Linked DNA regions of Mus musculus: all the other regions are linked to region 1. The links are chromatin contacts, called in public HiChIP or PLAC-seq and Micro-C maps. All regions are on one chromosome and are shown on one strand. Each heading gives the region's core, a stretch centred on a gene start, on an enhancer-like site or on the middle of the called end of the contact. The rest is flanking DNA. Distances are from core to core; before and after follow the strand shown. Region 1 overlaps Rara (retinoic acid receptor, alpha). Region 2 holds the start of Smarce1 (SWI/SNF related, matrix associated, actin dependent regulator of chromatin, subfamily e, member 1). Region 3 holds the start of Ormdl3 (ORM1-like 3 (S. cerevisiae)). Region 4 holds the start of Psmd3 (proteasome (prosome, macropain) 26S subunit, non-ATPase, 3).

Region 1 (2,762 bases), core at 50-2,549:
CAGCCTGTGCCAAGCAGGGCTCCCTCCTCTGCCCTAGGGACAGAGGGACAACATTAGGCCCGGTGCCAGACAGACATCAGGGCCTGATACAGGGTGGCCATCTCTACGACAATACCCAGCCCTACCCCCAACCCGGAACACTCCCCCCCCCCCCCCCCCGCCTCCCCGCCCTTCAAGGTGCTTGAAGCTATTGCAGGCCATAACCAGCAAGCGGGTCACCGTGGCCTCACAGCGAGCAGCCTACCAGAGACAGACAAGAAAGGCAAAAGATTCCGAGAAAGGCTGAGTGACCTGCCCAAGGTTGCACGGGCAGAGCTGACTTGAAAGACTTCTGGAGCAAGTAGGGAAGTGGGATCAGACTTCAGGCTGGATGGTATTTTCAGCAACCTGGGGTCCATCTGGGCGGGGGAGGGCCTGGATTACGAATGCTCCCAGGGCAAAGGGACCCCTAGTCTATCCTGACTACAGGGGCATTATTTGCAGCTTACCATTTCCTCTTTTTACCGATGCTACCATGTACACACACACACACACACACACCACCCCCAACGCATATACAAAGGCTGCACTGGCAAAACCCCATGGCGCACATCCCTTGGCAAGAGGTGTATACAATGCCTGAGGCCCTGACTGGCCTAAGAGGAAGACAAGCTTCCTTCCCTGTGTCCCCTCCCCCAATCTGTGCTGGAATCCTACCCTGAGAGAGCCTGTACATTTATCCCTCCAGGACGATAGATAAATAGTGAGGGACTCTATTTTCAATGAAAGCCCCCTGTGAAGGTCTTTTGGCTGACTCAGCATTTTGGACCCCAGGGCAGGGGCGACTAGGCAGGGACGCGCCTCCTCAAGGTTGTCCTTTCTATTGTGCGGGGTGTGAACAAGCAAGGGAGCAAACCCCAGGGCAAGGAATGAAGAGACAGGCACACCCCCTCCCTCCTTCCTCTGGGCCTCCTTCCCAGGTTCCCCTAGGCCTGGGCTCCCAAGACAGGGAGGGGGAGGGGACCACATCCCCATATCTAGACAAGTACCCAGCCAACATGTAGAAGGAAAATCTGTTGCCACCCTTTTAGGTTCCTGTCCTAACTCATCGACTGATTGCTTCCAACTTCCCTGCCCCCCCCCTTCAGAAATTGCAACAAAATATGAATAACAGCTAAGGCTTTTACACTCTGTTCCTTCAGAGTCTGTCAGGGACGGGAGGAGGCGGGGGCTGCAGAGTTCTGCAAGCTCACAGCCGGCGAGAGGGCAGAACAGGGTTGGGTGGGGGTGTGGGCAGACTGTGTCCACGGCTTCTAGGACAGGATGGAGATCTTCCCGGGCTTCTTATCTTTCCAGTCTCAAAATCCAACACTGAGAAGGGGGGCAGGGGTGGAGGGGTGGCTTTCCCTGCGCCCCCTACTGGTGGGAAGTCGGAGACCGGGTCTCCAGTAACCAGAACAATATTCAACAATGGTGGTGAGGTCTCCATAATCTCCAATGGCCCCGGAATGCCCCACCCCACCCCCCTACCCCCGGTGTCCTCCTAAAGCTGACTATCTGGATGTCTGCCGTGCTTTGGCCTGGCTTCCTCTGCCCTCCCTCTTCTATACACGAGTACAAGGTGACTCTACGGAAGGAGTGAGTCCACATGAAGGGTTGTTTTTGTTTTTTGTTTTTTTTTTAAGGCGCAGATAATGTCCCGACCCACAGTAGGTGCACAGCAGCCTCCCATTCTCCCGGGTCACATGCCAGGCACACACCAAGTGTCCCCCGGGATGAGCTCGCACAGTATCTGGTCATGTGTCTGTGTTACCTAATGTCGCTGTGTTACCAACCAGGAAACAATGCCAAGAGATCGACACATACGTGACACAGGTGTCTAAGGTTTTAACCTCGAAGCCCAAGGAATGCCAAGGACGCATAAGCCAAAGAGGTTCACCCCTTGGCCCCCAGGCCAGGAAACACAAAGACATTAGAGATAGAGCCCCCCACACACACACATTATGAAGGTCAAAGTCTCTGAAGCCCTCACATCAAGACACCTCTGCCCCTAAATCAGGCCTGCCCCCCTCCCTCCAGCCCTCCCCCACTCCCCCCCCAGCCCTCCCCCACAGCTCCACCACAAGCTGACATTCCCCTCCCCAGCTCTGGATTTAATTCTTAGGAAACACTGGTCTCACCCAGTATACACAAGCCATTAACCCCTCCCCCCCTTCTCAGCATACTCAGCCCTGACCCCCTCCTCCCAAAGAACACACAACCCTGACCCTCGTCACACAGCACAGAGAAGACCAAACCTCCACAGCAAACAGGCTTCAGGGGCCAGGAGCCAAAGGGACAGGAGTCTTGTGCTATCTCTGGGGCCTCCACCCTGGTTCCCTAGGAGACTCCCAGTAGGACAATACCTAGCTCTCCCCACCGTGACCTGGAGGGGCCTTGGCCCTCCCACAGGTCACCTGCAGAGTACATACAACACACCTGAGGTGCAACCTTGCAAGAGGCCCAGGAAGGGGAGGCCATCTCCACAGACGTGGGATTGGAGCGGGGGGGGGGGGGGGGGGTTGGGGGGGGGGGAGCCTGGAAGATCACCAGGACATAGCATCACTGCTGCAAGCCACTCCACACACCCCCCTCCAGGAACTACCTGACACCTTCTAGACCCAAGGGCTAGGGGAGACTAAAGCTGCAAAAACTTTTAGTTGTTTTCCAGGTACCAGGAGCACTGTAGGAGGGGGTGGTCTCAGAGCCAAGGCCTCTGGTCCCTGGTCCTAGAAGGTGCTCAG
Region 2 (3,122 bases), core at 546-3,045, 280 kb before region 1:
ATTTACCAAAGTAAATGATGCCACCATAATAAAAAAAAATTTAAACATGAACTCTAAGGCTTCCTTGTATTTGGGTTCTCCTATTTCAAAGATGTCTGTGCATGGTTAAGCCAAACAAAGCTAAATCACTTGAGGAAGACAGCTCCAGTGATAGGAGATGAAGGGTTTAACTTGGTTTCCAAGATAAATTAAGGATTAAGTTTTAAAATCCAGCTAGGTGCTGACAGTACACACCTGCGATCCCAGCTCGTGGAAGGCAGAGGAAAGATTTTGAGTTCCAGACCAGCCTGAACTACGTAGTAAGATCCTACAAACACACACACACACACACACACACACACACACACACGCATCATAACCATAATTATAAAATCCTATAATTCTGGGGAGATATAATAGTAGACAGCATTATTTGAAAAGTGCTGCAGGCCGGGTGTGGTGGCGTACGCCTTTAATCCCAGCACTCGGGAGGCAGAGGCAGGCAGATTTCTGAGTTCGAGGACAGCCTGGTCTACAGAATGAGTTCCAGGACAGCCAGGGCTACACAAAGAAACCCTGTCTCGGAAAACCAAAAAAAAAAGAAAAAAGGAAAGGAAAGAAAAGTGCTGCAGGACCTGTTCGGGACCCTGGATTCAATCCCTAGCGCCTCACAGAAGTAAAAAGAACAAGAAAGAATGCCATGCCGCTGTCCACTTAGAACTCAATCAATTCCCCTTTTTTAAGCCAATTTTGTGCCAGCCCTTTCCCACCACAGCATGCAGACACCGCTGAGTTTCAGAGAACTAACTGCCCAGCTGGGAATGGCACCTTGCAGCATGCATGCGCGTGCACACATGCTCCGGAGCACTGTGCCTGTACCCCCTTTTCCACCATTCCATAGTCCTTGCTAAGACCGGGAAGTAACAAGGCTGGAATTACTGGGCAGAGGAAGAAGCCACTGGATCCCTGCTGTAATTGTGTGGATCCTACATTCACCTTCTCTATGCTCTTTGTGTTAAAAAAAAAACATTTTCAGATCATTCCCTTATGCTATGCATTCATCTGAAAACAAAACAAAACAAACCTCTCCTTTAGTCTTTCCTTACAATACCGGTTCATTTCGATAATTTCACCAGAGTATGAAAATATTGGGCGATGGAAGAACTGGACAGTATTATCACTTATCACTTCTAAAGATACCTCACTTCCTGTTGTCACAACCAGGATAAGGGCCAACAGGTAGTCCCAGCATTCAGCCAGTTTCTCTAGATGCTAACATTGACCTTAGATAACCACAGATGCTCTGTTCATTTTTCCTCCACCGTGACGTGACCCACACTAGCCAAGTGTTCTCTACTTTGTATAATCCGCCAAAGTATTCGTTAATTAGTTTAAAAAAAAAATAGCCCTGGAATGGTCCAGAAAGGTGGCTCCACGCACACTCACTGAACAATTACATGTCTAGCCCTTAGAAATCATTGGTAATTATGAAATTGTCCGGTCCAGATGCCTAAAACTTTGTTTTCAAGACTTTCCAAGATAGCAGATGGCCCAATCCCATATAGAGGGTATCAGATACAGGACCGGCTTGGGAAAGTTCCAGGAGGGCATCACAAAGAAACACTGAACTGTTTAAAGACAAGCGAGGCTGAGCTGAACTGGCCCTCCTGGGAAGGGATGTGAATTGTCACAGGTATGCCAGCTGGAAGGAGTGAGCTGACATCTGAGGACCCTAGGCGCAGAAACCCGCCGCCATCACTCGACCTCTAGAAACATCTGGGAAAACTACAAAACTCCCGTGTTGCTTTTCGCTTAGGCGGAGGCAGGGGAGCCCCGCTGGGCGCCAGCAAGGACCTAAACGCAGCGACCCGGGTCCTCCCCGCCTACATTCTCCATCTTCTCCATTCATACGTCCATCAGCGGAGGACTGAAGACCAGAGCGAAGGGAAAAGCCAGAGTGCATGGTGTGTGGGAACTGCGTCCCACCCTCTCCCGGGAGAGGCTCCGGCGAGCCTTTCCCCTCCGGCGCCCGCCTCACGCGGCGGCGCCCACCGCCTCAGTGAAGCCCCGGGCGCGCAGTCTGCGCAGTTCCTGCCGCCGGGCCGCGAACCAGGGCCCGCAACGCGGCCCAGCCTTCTCCGCCCTCCTCGCCGTGACGAATCGGCGCCCGACTGGGACGGGATCCAAATTGGAAGACTTCTGAGGAAACCCAGGAGCCTGACGAAATTTTTTTTAAAAATCCTTGGCGCCCTAAGCCTCGCCGCGTGCTCACTGGAAGGGCTGTTCGTCTGCCGGGAGCCGGCCGCGGCCGGCAGACAATTCCCGGGAGCGTGTGGAAAGTGCGAGCGCGGAAGCTCCGGCGCGAGGGGCGGGGCGAGCGCGGGACAAAGGGAAGCGAAGCCGGAGCTGCGGGCGCCTGCTCGGCCCGCGGGTGAGTGTTTCCCAGTGGGCCCAACCCGGTCGGGGAAGGGTGGCGAGCGGTGGTGTTTCTGCTTGGCGGGACCCCGAGCTCCCGCGGGGTGCTGGGGTTCGGCCTCGGCTGCGAGGCGGGAGCTAGAGCCGGTGCGGCCTCGGTGAGGCCTAGCGGCGGCGGGGCAACCCCGTCCGGAACAGCTCCTCGGAGGCGCCGGTAGTCCCTTTCCGCGGGACTCCCGACGCCGGTGAGCACCAATGCACAACCCCCTGCAGGGGAGTTTCCAGAAAAGCTCGCCCTCCGCCCGCCACAAAACTCCAGGGAAAGGATCTCCGGAAACCCTCTGGGCAAGGCCAGCGGGGATCCTCACCCACCACGAAGGTGGTCGTCCCCCCCCCCCTTTGTTTATTTTTATTTTTTATTTGGTTCAGGCAGCGACTTAAGGATTCCCGGGGTGGCCTGGAGTGAAGTCTGAGACGGTGTGGGTTGGGTTTAAACCCATCTCTGACAATTCCGGGTCTCTGGCCTTAGACACTTAATCGCCCCGAGACTGTTTTCTTCCTTTGTAAAATGGGGACAGTCATACGCATCGGGTAGGGTCGTTGTGACTAGTGAGTAAGACTGTGTTATAAGCCTGACCAGTAAGGTAATTAATTCAATAAATACAGAGTTGCGTCCCAGGCACAATGGTTAGATCCACTCACTACTAGAGTTTATATGCTTAGCCCGG
Region 3 (3,126 bases), core at 559-3,058, 370 kb after region 1:
CTTTGTTCATTCCCATTGTGGAAGAAAAAAAAAAAAAACAACTTGATAACAGGAGCTATTAATAGGCCATGACATAGCCAGTGACCTTGCCAATGGAGTCTGCATTAGTCAGAGTGCCTTGTTGAGATGTAGACCCTGTCTGGTCCCTGAACTTCACAGAGATGGGAGAAAACTGGCAAAGATCCAGAGCTCAACCAACTTGATGGACAATGGAAGAATTCCAGGAAAAAAAAAAAAAAATCAAAGGAATCCGGCAAGTTCATTTTGGAAAAAAAACAAAACAAAACTCAAAAACAAAAACACCCCCCCCCCCATTGTTTTGGCTCTAAGGCTGAGCAGGAGGGAATAGGGGGTGGAGGTGCGGTGTGGGAGTGTGGAAGTGTGGGGGTGTCTCTGTGAGGCTTCTTCAGTCTCACAGAGGCTGAAGGACGGTTAGTTAGATGTTCGGATCTGAAGGGCCCCTGCCTCTGGAATACTTGAGAAGCTGCCCATTTTTACTTCTCAGGGTAAGTCAGATAGATATACACTCACTCCTGGCTTCCAGGGCTCCGCCTCCGGCCGGAGACAGCTATTCCTCCCCGCCCCCACCCCCTCTGGCAGCTCCCTGATGATGGGCGGGTCTAAGGAAAAAGCTCCCCAGGTTGTCCGGGCAGGCCTTCTCCTTCCAGTCCTCGCATGTTCAGTCCGTCGCGCATATACAGCCAGCCAGGCTGGCATCTGTTACGTCATCTATTCCTGTCATTCCAGCCTTGCCAGGGTTTATGGGCACGAGACTGAGAAGGTGGGCGGGGGAAGTAGAAACAACTAAAAGGAGGCCCTCTATTGTTGACGTGGAAAGTGGGAGTGACCTAGGAGAGCCAAAGAACACTCTAGTTGCGTTCCTACAAGATAAGAAGTGCTTTGTATGACATTCTTTTGAAATATCAAAGCAACCTTGGGAGTAAGTTTTGACAGCTGTAAAACTGAGATTAAGACAAGTCATTTGTCCAGGCTTACTCTGCCAATAAAGATGTACATACACTATATGTACCTAGCAATAAAGTCTGTGCCCTTCTTTTCAGAGCTTCCAGACATGAAAGTTGCAGAAATGAGGCTCCCTACCTAAAGCTACACGTATTAACCTCAGACAGAAGCTCAAAGCTCCTCACGTTAGTAAGGTCTCGTCCTATGACATAAATCCTATTTTATACCTGATGTAGGGAGGAGATCCAGGAGTGGCCAGACCTACACCAGCAAGGATTAAGCATAAAGACTAGGTGGGCCAAAGATGCCCACAGGCTCCTGTCTCTACCCTGAACACATGTACCCAACTAAAGTCCTGAAAAATGTAATCCCGGGAGTGAATGGGGCTCCTTCGGGGCAAAGGGTAGTGTTTCTCGGCTTCTGGAGATAATCCGGGGCCCAGGCAGCGACGGTTAGGAAAAAACCAAACCAAAACAACCTCTGCATTTAGGGTCAGGCTATCTTAGCAGGGCCTTAATGCAGGTTACTTAAAACTCTTAAGTCTTCGACTACAAGATGGGACATGGACAAACCGCTTGTGCAACACGTGAAGGGCGCAGATGCAAAAGCTACAATTGTTAACGCACCAAAGAGACAGCATCTGATCTCACTATTGCGTCAGGGTGGGACGTTCTGCGGGGTGCCAAAGCTCGCGGTGGGATCAAAAGCTAGACCAGGGAAAAGCCTACAACTCCCAGGAGGCGCCGGGCGGGCCGGTGAGGAGGCAGCCTAGAAACTACACTTCCCAAGAGGCACAACGTGATAGGCGCGTGGTAGTGACGTCACCGCCCCGGCTCGGGGAGCTGATTCGGCCAGAGCTGCCAGCGGGGTAGCCACCGCCGCTGGTTTGTTACAGCTGCTGGAGCGGCCGCGGCCCGGGTTCTCGGGCTCTCTCCCGGGCCCTCGACCTCCAACCCCGCGCGGTGAGTCCAGACGGGTGGCATCGGAGTGGTGAAGCCCGAAGGCTCCACGGGTTGGAGAGCCGGGAGAGAAGGCTGCTGCTGGGGAGGCGTCCGCGCAGGAGGAGACCTGAGCTGGGTGGCTGGGGGTGGAGAGTGCGTGCATCAGGCGAAGGAGTGCCAAAAGAGGAAAGTGGGAGCAGGGGGCCGGGGGTGATAATCCGGGAGGAGCGCTGCAGCTGGGGGTGGGAGGCGGGGAACGGCTGGACTTAAGGGATAAAGGTTTGGCTGCCTCCAGGGTTGAGTGAATGCGTGGAGATGGGGGTTGGGCCCCGAACCCGGCCAGACTGCTAGTGCGAGGTACCAGGCTGCAGAGCAGAAGCGGGAGGCCCCGTGGAAGGAGTTCTCATACACATACTCCCAAGATATCGAGGACACCGTTCCCTCGCTCCTGACTCGTGGAGGCTTGCTTTTTTTTCCACACCCACTTTCCTGAGTCCAGGAGTCGGGCTGGCGAGGACAACCGTGGTTCTGCAGATTGAGGGTGGGCCGAGTGGAAGCGACATTGTGTGTTGCATGAACTCCCTCTTGGGATCCCTTGGGAACAGGTTTGCTGTATAAAGGGCAAGTCTTAAACTGGGGAGGGATTTGGGAAGTGCTTACCGGATGGTTAACGCCGCGGGGAGGGGGGGAAGGCGGGAGGGAGGAGATGGGGGTGGTAATCTGGTCTTGGCATGAGTGTCTGACAGACTGGCTTGGGCCTGCATGGAAAAGAGGCAAAGAGCTATACCATAGCCAAAAGTTTAAAAAAAAAAAAAGTGGTTAACAGGACGGAGTTGCTTCAGGCTCTGATTTGAGGCAGATTATGAAATCACACCAGCTACCTGCCAGTTGTGGTAGCAGTTTTCAGTCTGGTCACCCCAGACCTTTCTGCCCCTGCCAGTCTCCTATTTCTTCACTTCTGGGAGAAAGGTCAGTTGTGTCCTAATGGAAATACACAAAGCCACAGGAAAGTCTCAGGAGTACTTTTGGGAGGATGGTGAAAGAGGGTGCAGCAGTCTCCTGAAGTTCCTAACCTGCTTTAAAAGACAACTAGCACTTAGGCTTTAGGAAGACAGTTCCCGTGGGGTCACCTAGGCTCTCTTAGATGCCCTGTTAGAGCCAGAAAGGAGTGGAGGGTCTTGCAGTCCTGGGATCCAGCCAGAGGTTTGGCACTACTGAACCG
Region 4 (2,872 bases), core at 181-2,680, 270 kb after region 1:
TTTCTACAGTGAATACAAACCATGAAATATTTCACGATGCTGAGTGACATTTCTGCCACTGGAAACTTTTATTTCAGGAAAGAAGACCTTTACTGTATACAGATCTTGTTACCAAGTTTAGAATGGGAGTTGATGCAGTCTATACATACTTACACTCAAAAGTACAACTCAGGGCATGACTTGGCCTATCACCATGTTTTAAAGTAGTTTCTCGTGCAGTTGAGACACACACACACACACACACACACACACACACACACAGAGAGAAAAAACTACAGATCACCCGGAAAAGTCTCATCGCGCGCACATGGACAAGATATACTAAGTGGAAAAAGTAAAAGAGCAACTTAAGCGGGACAAGGGGACAATAGGAGCCTGAGAACGGGTCTCTGGTGTTGGCTTATAGGAGTCGGGGCCACAGGTAGGCATTATAAACTAAAAGAGAAAGAAGGCAGGGGTGGGGGGGGAGGGGGTCTGATTCAGAAGTAAAAGCGTGCGTGTGCTTGAACTCTTTAGGAAAGGAGGGGTAAGGTCCTTAAGAGAGTGGAAAAGTGCACCGGGACTTTTAGTTTAGATGCTTCAACTACAGAAGGAAGGCAGAAGGTAGAAATGGCTCTCCGAGGGAGTTTGCTAAAGGAGCCTAGAGCTACAGAACCCATTTTTATAAACTCTTAAACTAAGAGGCTAGTGTAATCTGTTACCCTGGTTTCTCTAGACACAAATACAAATGCTACTTTCTACATAGCAATAACAGGCGCTAGAATCGGTCGGATGGAGTAGATCACTGGGAAGGACTGAAGAAAAGGCTCGGTGAGACTAAGATGCAACCCCAGAGGAGGAGAGCAGTCCGCAGACTGGAGAACAGGTTCGGTCATCGGCTGGGGTCGAGGGAGTCAGGGTGGTTGGGCGGGCACTTCTGACCCCAGCTCCATTGACCGAAGGAACCAAGGTAGGTGGAGGCTACGCAGAGGTCCCAGCAAGAAGTCGCATCACCCTGGCCGCTGTCACCGGTGATCGCGGCACGACCCCGACGTGGGCTCCCGTACCTTCTAAGGTGACAGTGTCCAGCTCTCTCTGGGAGTGCTCGGTCGCAGCTGCCTTGCCGTCTCCCTCCCCCGTGGAGCCGCTCCCAGCTGCTGCCTCCTCTTTCATCTCCACATCCTGGGGGGCCGGTGGCGGCGGTTCTTGTTCCCCTCCCGGCGGCGGCTTTGCCTTGTCGGCGCCTCGGCGCCGCGCCGAGCCCTCCTGCTTCATGGCGCCCGGGGTCGAGGCCTAGTCCGGGGACCGAAGCAGGGGCCTCGCGTAAACCCTCACACCAGAGACCAGGCACAGAGCCGGGCCTGCACACCAGCGCGGGCTCGCGTCGGGCCGCACGATGACCGAGCAGCTGCAAACTCCTTCCCGGCGCTGGGGCTTCTGGGAAATGCCAGGCATGGCGAGCAGATGGCCGAGTCCAGGGAGGGAAAATAAATCAACAGCCGAGGTGCACGATGAAGGCGGATCTTCTAGGAAGTGGGAGGAGTCTTCAAGAAACGATGAAGGCGGACCTTCTAGGAACTGGGAGGAGTCTGCAGGAATTTGTGGGACCTGAGAGTGGTGATTTTATCTTCCTCTCTAGTGTACATCTTTGGATGTCCGCGAGAGGTCACTTTAGACTCCAAGCTGGGCTACAACAGACTCTAACATGTAAGTGGGTAGGACCTATCGGAGCTCAGATGGGGATGACATCATGAGTTGCCGGGCAGATTCCTCTCCACCCCCCTAACCCCCGCCCCGGTCAAGCTCTCCCAGTTTGCGCGGGTCAGGTCCCCAATGAAATCCGCCAGGCTCGTGCTCTCAACGCCCGCCAGATGCTTCCAGCACCAGAAAGAAAAGGAGCTTGTGGACGTGTAGCTAGGCTGTTTGGCTTTCGATAAACTGAGCTCAACCCCCAGGGCATCCGAACTTCCTTGTCAAATTTTTGTATAATGCTGAGTATAAGGCATACCTTCTCTGCAGCCTGGGAATGTGGGGGTCGTGTGTATTTGTGTAGAATTAGTCAAATTTAATAATAGGAGTCCACGTTGTATACTGCTCAGGGCCAGTATATATAAGATTGTTGAAAAACCCAACATGCCCAGCGTGGTGGTGCATGCCTTTTATCCCAGCACTCAGGAAGCAGAGACGGGTGGGTTTCTGTGAGTTCGAGGCTCAGCATGGTTTACAGAGTGAGTTCCGGGACCACCAGGGCTACACGGAGAAACCCTTTCCCGAAAAAGTAAACAAACAAACAAACACCAGCTCAAGAATGTAATGTAGGGCTAGGTGTGGTACATAATTTTAATCTCAGTGGTACACAACTTTAATCTCAGCACTAGGGAGATCTTTGAGTTCAAGGCCAGCCTGGTCTACATAGCAAGCTCCAGGACAGCGGGAACTACACAAAAAGACCCTGTCTCCAAAAAAAGAAAAAAAAAAGAAAGTAATGTTGAGGGGGTGGTGAGATGGCTCAAGTGAGTAAAGGTGCTTGCCAAGTATGAAGACACGAGTTTGATCCCTGGGTCCCATGGTAGAAGGAGAGAACTGAGTCTCACGCTTTTCTCTGACCTCCATAAGCATGCTGAGGCTCGAGTTCCCCTCCCCCATAAATAAATGCTTTTTTTTTTTTTTTAAAGGTTTTTCTGTATTGCCCTGGATGTCTGGGAACTCACTCTGCTTCCCAAATGCTGGAATTACAAGCATTTGCCACCACTACTAAGCATAAATGCTTTTTTTTTTAATTAGATATTTTCTTCACTTACATTTCAAATGCTATCTCCAAAGCCCCCTATATCCTTCCCCCTTCCTGCTCCCCAACCCACCCACCACAGCTTCCTGGCCCTGGCATTCCTCT

What was found. Hi-C and Micro-C count contacts between places; a contact is called where the count stands out from the background. HiChIP or PLAC-seq counts read pairs in DNA pulled down with a chosen protein or histone mark.
Region 2: a contact with region 1 is called in an H3K27ac HiChIP or PLAC-seq map of extraembryonic endoderm stem cells. The contact joins the promoter of Smarce1 here to the enhancer-like site in region 1. A contact is called at or near these places in 7 of 39 promoter capture datasets (cranial neural crest, frontonasal cranial neural crest, hippocampal neurons and 4 more), 1 of 484 Hi-C or Micro-C datasets (embryonic stem cells) and 7 of 115 datasets of contacts at active chromatin or transcription factors (the SCID.adh cell line, embryonic forebrain, embryonic limb bud and 3 more).
Region 3: a contact with region 1 is called in a Micro-C map of the G1E-ER4 cell line. The contact joins the promoter of Ormdl3 here to the enhancer-like site in region 1. A contact is called at or near these places in 4 of 484 Hi-C or Micro-C datasets (the G1E-ER4 cell line, embryonic stem cells and liver), 1 of 115 datasets of contacts at active chromatin or transcription factors (pancreatic cancer cells) and 1 of 9 other capture datasets (adipose tissue).
Region 4: an H3K4me3 HiChIP or PLAC-seq map of embryonic stem cells shows a contact between it and region 1, with 6 times the contacts expected there. The contact joins the promoter of Psmd3 here to the enhancer-like site in region 1. A contact is called at or near these places in 1 of 39 promoter capture datasets (hematopoietic stem and progenitor cells), 5 of 484 Hi-C or Micro-C datasets (embryonic stem cells, pre-B cells and reprogramming fibroblasts), 6 of 115 datasets of contacts at active chromatin or transcription factors (embryonic stem cells, pancreatic cancer cells and stem cell-derived neural progenitor cells) and 2 of 9 other capture datasets (adipose tissue and liver).

The regions. Positions count from the first base shown.
Region 1 is chr11:98,953,083-98,955,844 of GRCm38.p6, reverse strand. The region is part of intron 2 of Rara (retinoic acid receptor, alpha); the gene reads right to left. Among named protein-coding and RNA genes, the nearest start is that of Gm22061, 8.0 kb to the right of the region's middle. Within about 2 kb of position 1,299, at least 120 of the 459 cell types and tissues checked have an H3K27ac peak or open chromatin away from gene starts, as enhancers often do. A contact at or near this core is called in the G1E-ER4 cell line, the SCID.adh cell line, adipose tissue and 5 more, where this site is marked.
Region 2 is chr11:99,229,690-99,232,811 of GRCm38.p6, reverse strand. Smarce1 (SWI/SNF related, matrix associated, actin dependent regulator of chromatin, subfamily e, member 1) reads left to right here and starts at 1,795. Exons shown (of 11, transcript NM_020618.4): 1 at 1,795-2,410. Krt222 (keratin 222) reads left to right here. Exons shown (of 6, transcript NM_172946.3): 6 at 1-51.
Region 3 is chr11:98,585,927-98,589,052 of GRCm38.p6, reverse strand. Ormdl3 (ORM1-like 3 (S. cerevisiae)) reads left to right here and starts at 1,808. Exons shown (of 4, transcript NM_025661.4): 1 at 1,808-1,925.
Region 4 is chr11:98,681,112-98,683,983 of GRCm38.p6, reverse strand. It overlaps Psmd3 (proteasome (prosome, macropain) 26S subunit, non-ATPase, 3), which reads right to left and starts at 1,430. Exons shown (of 12, transcript NM_009439.1): 1 at 1,047-1,430. The coding sequence starts at 1,254.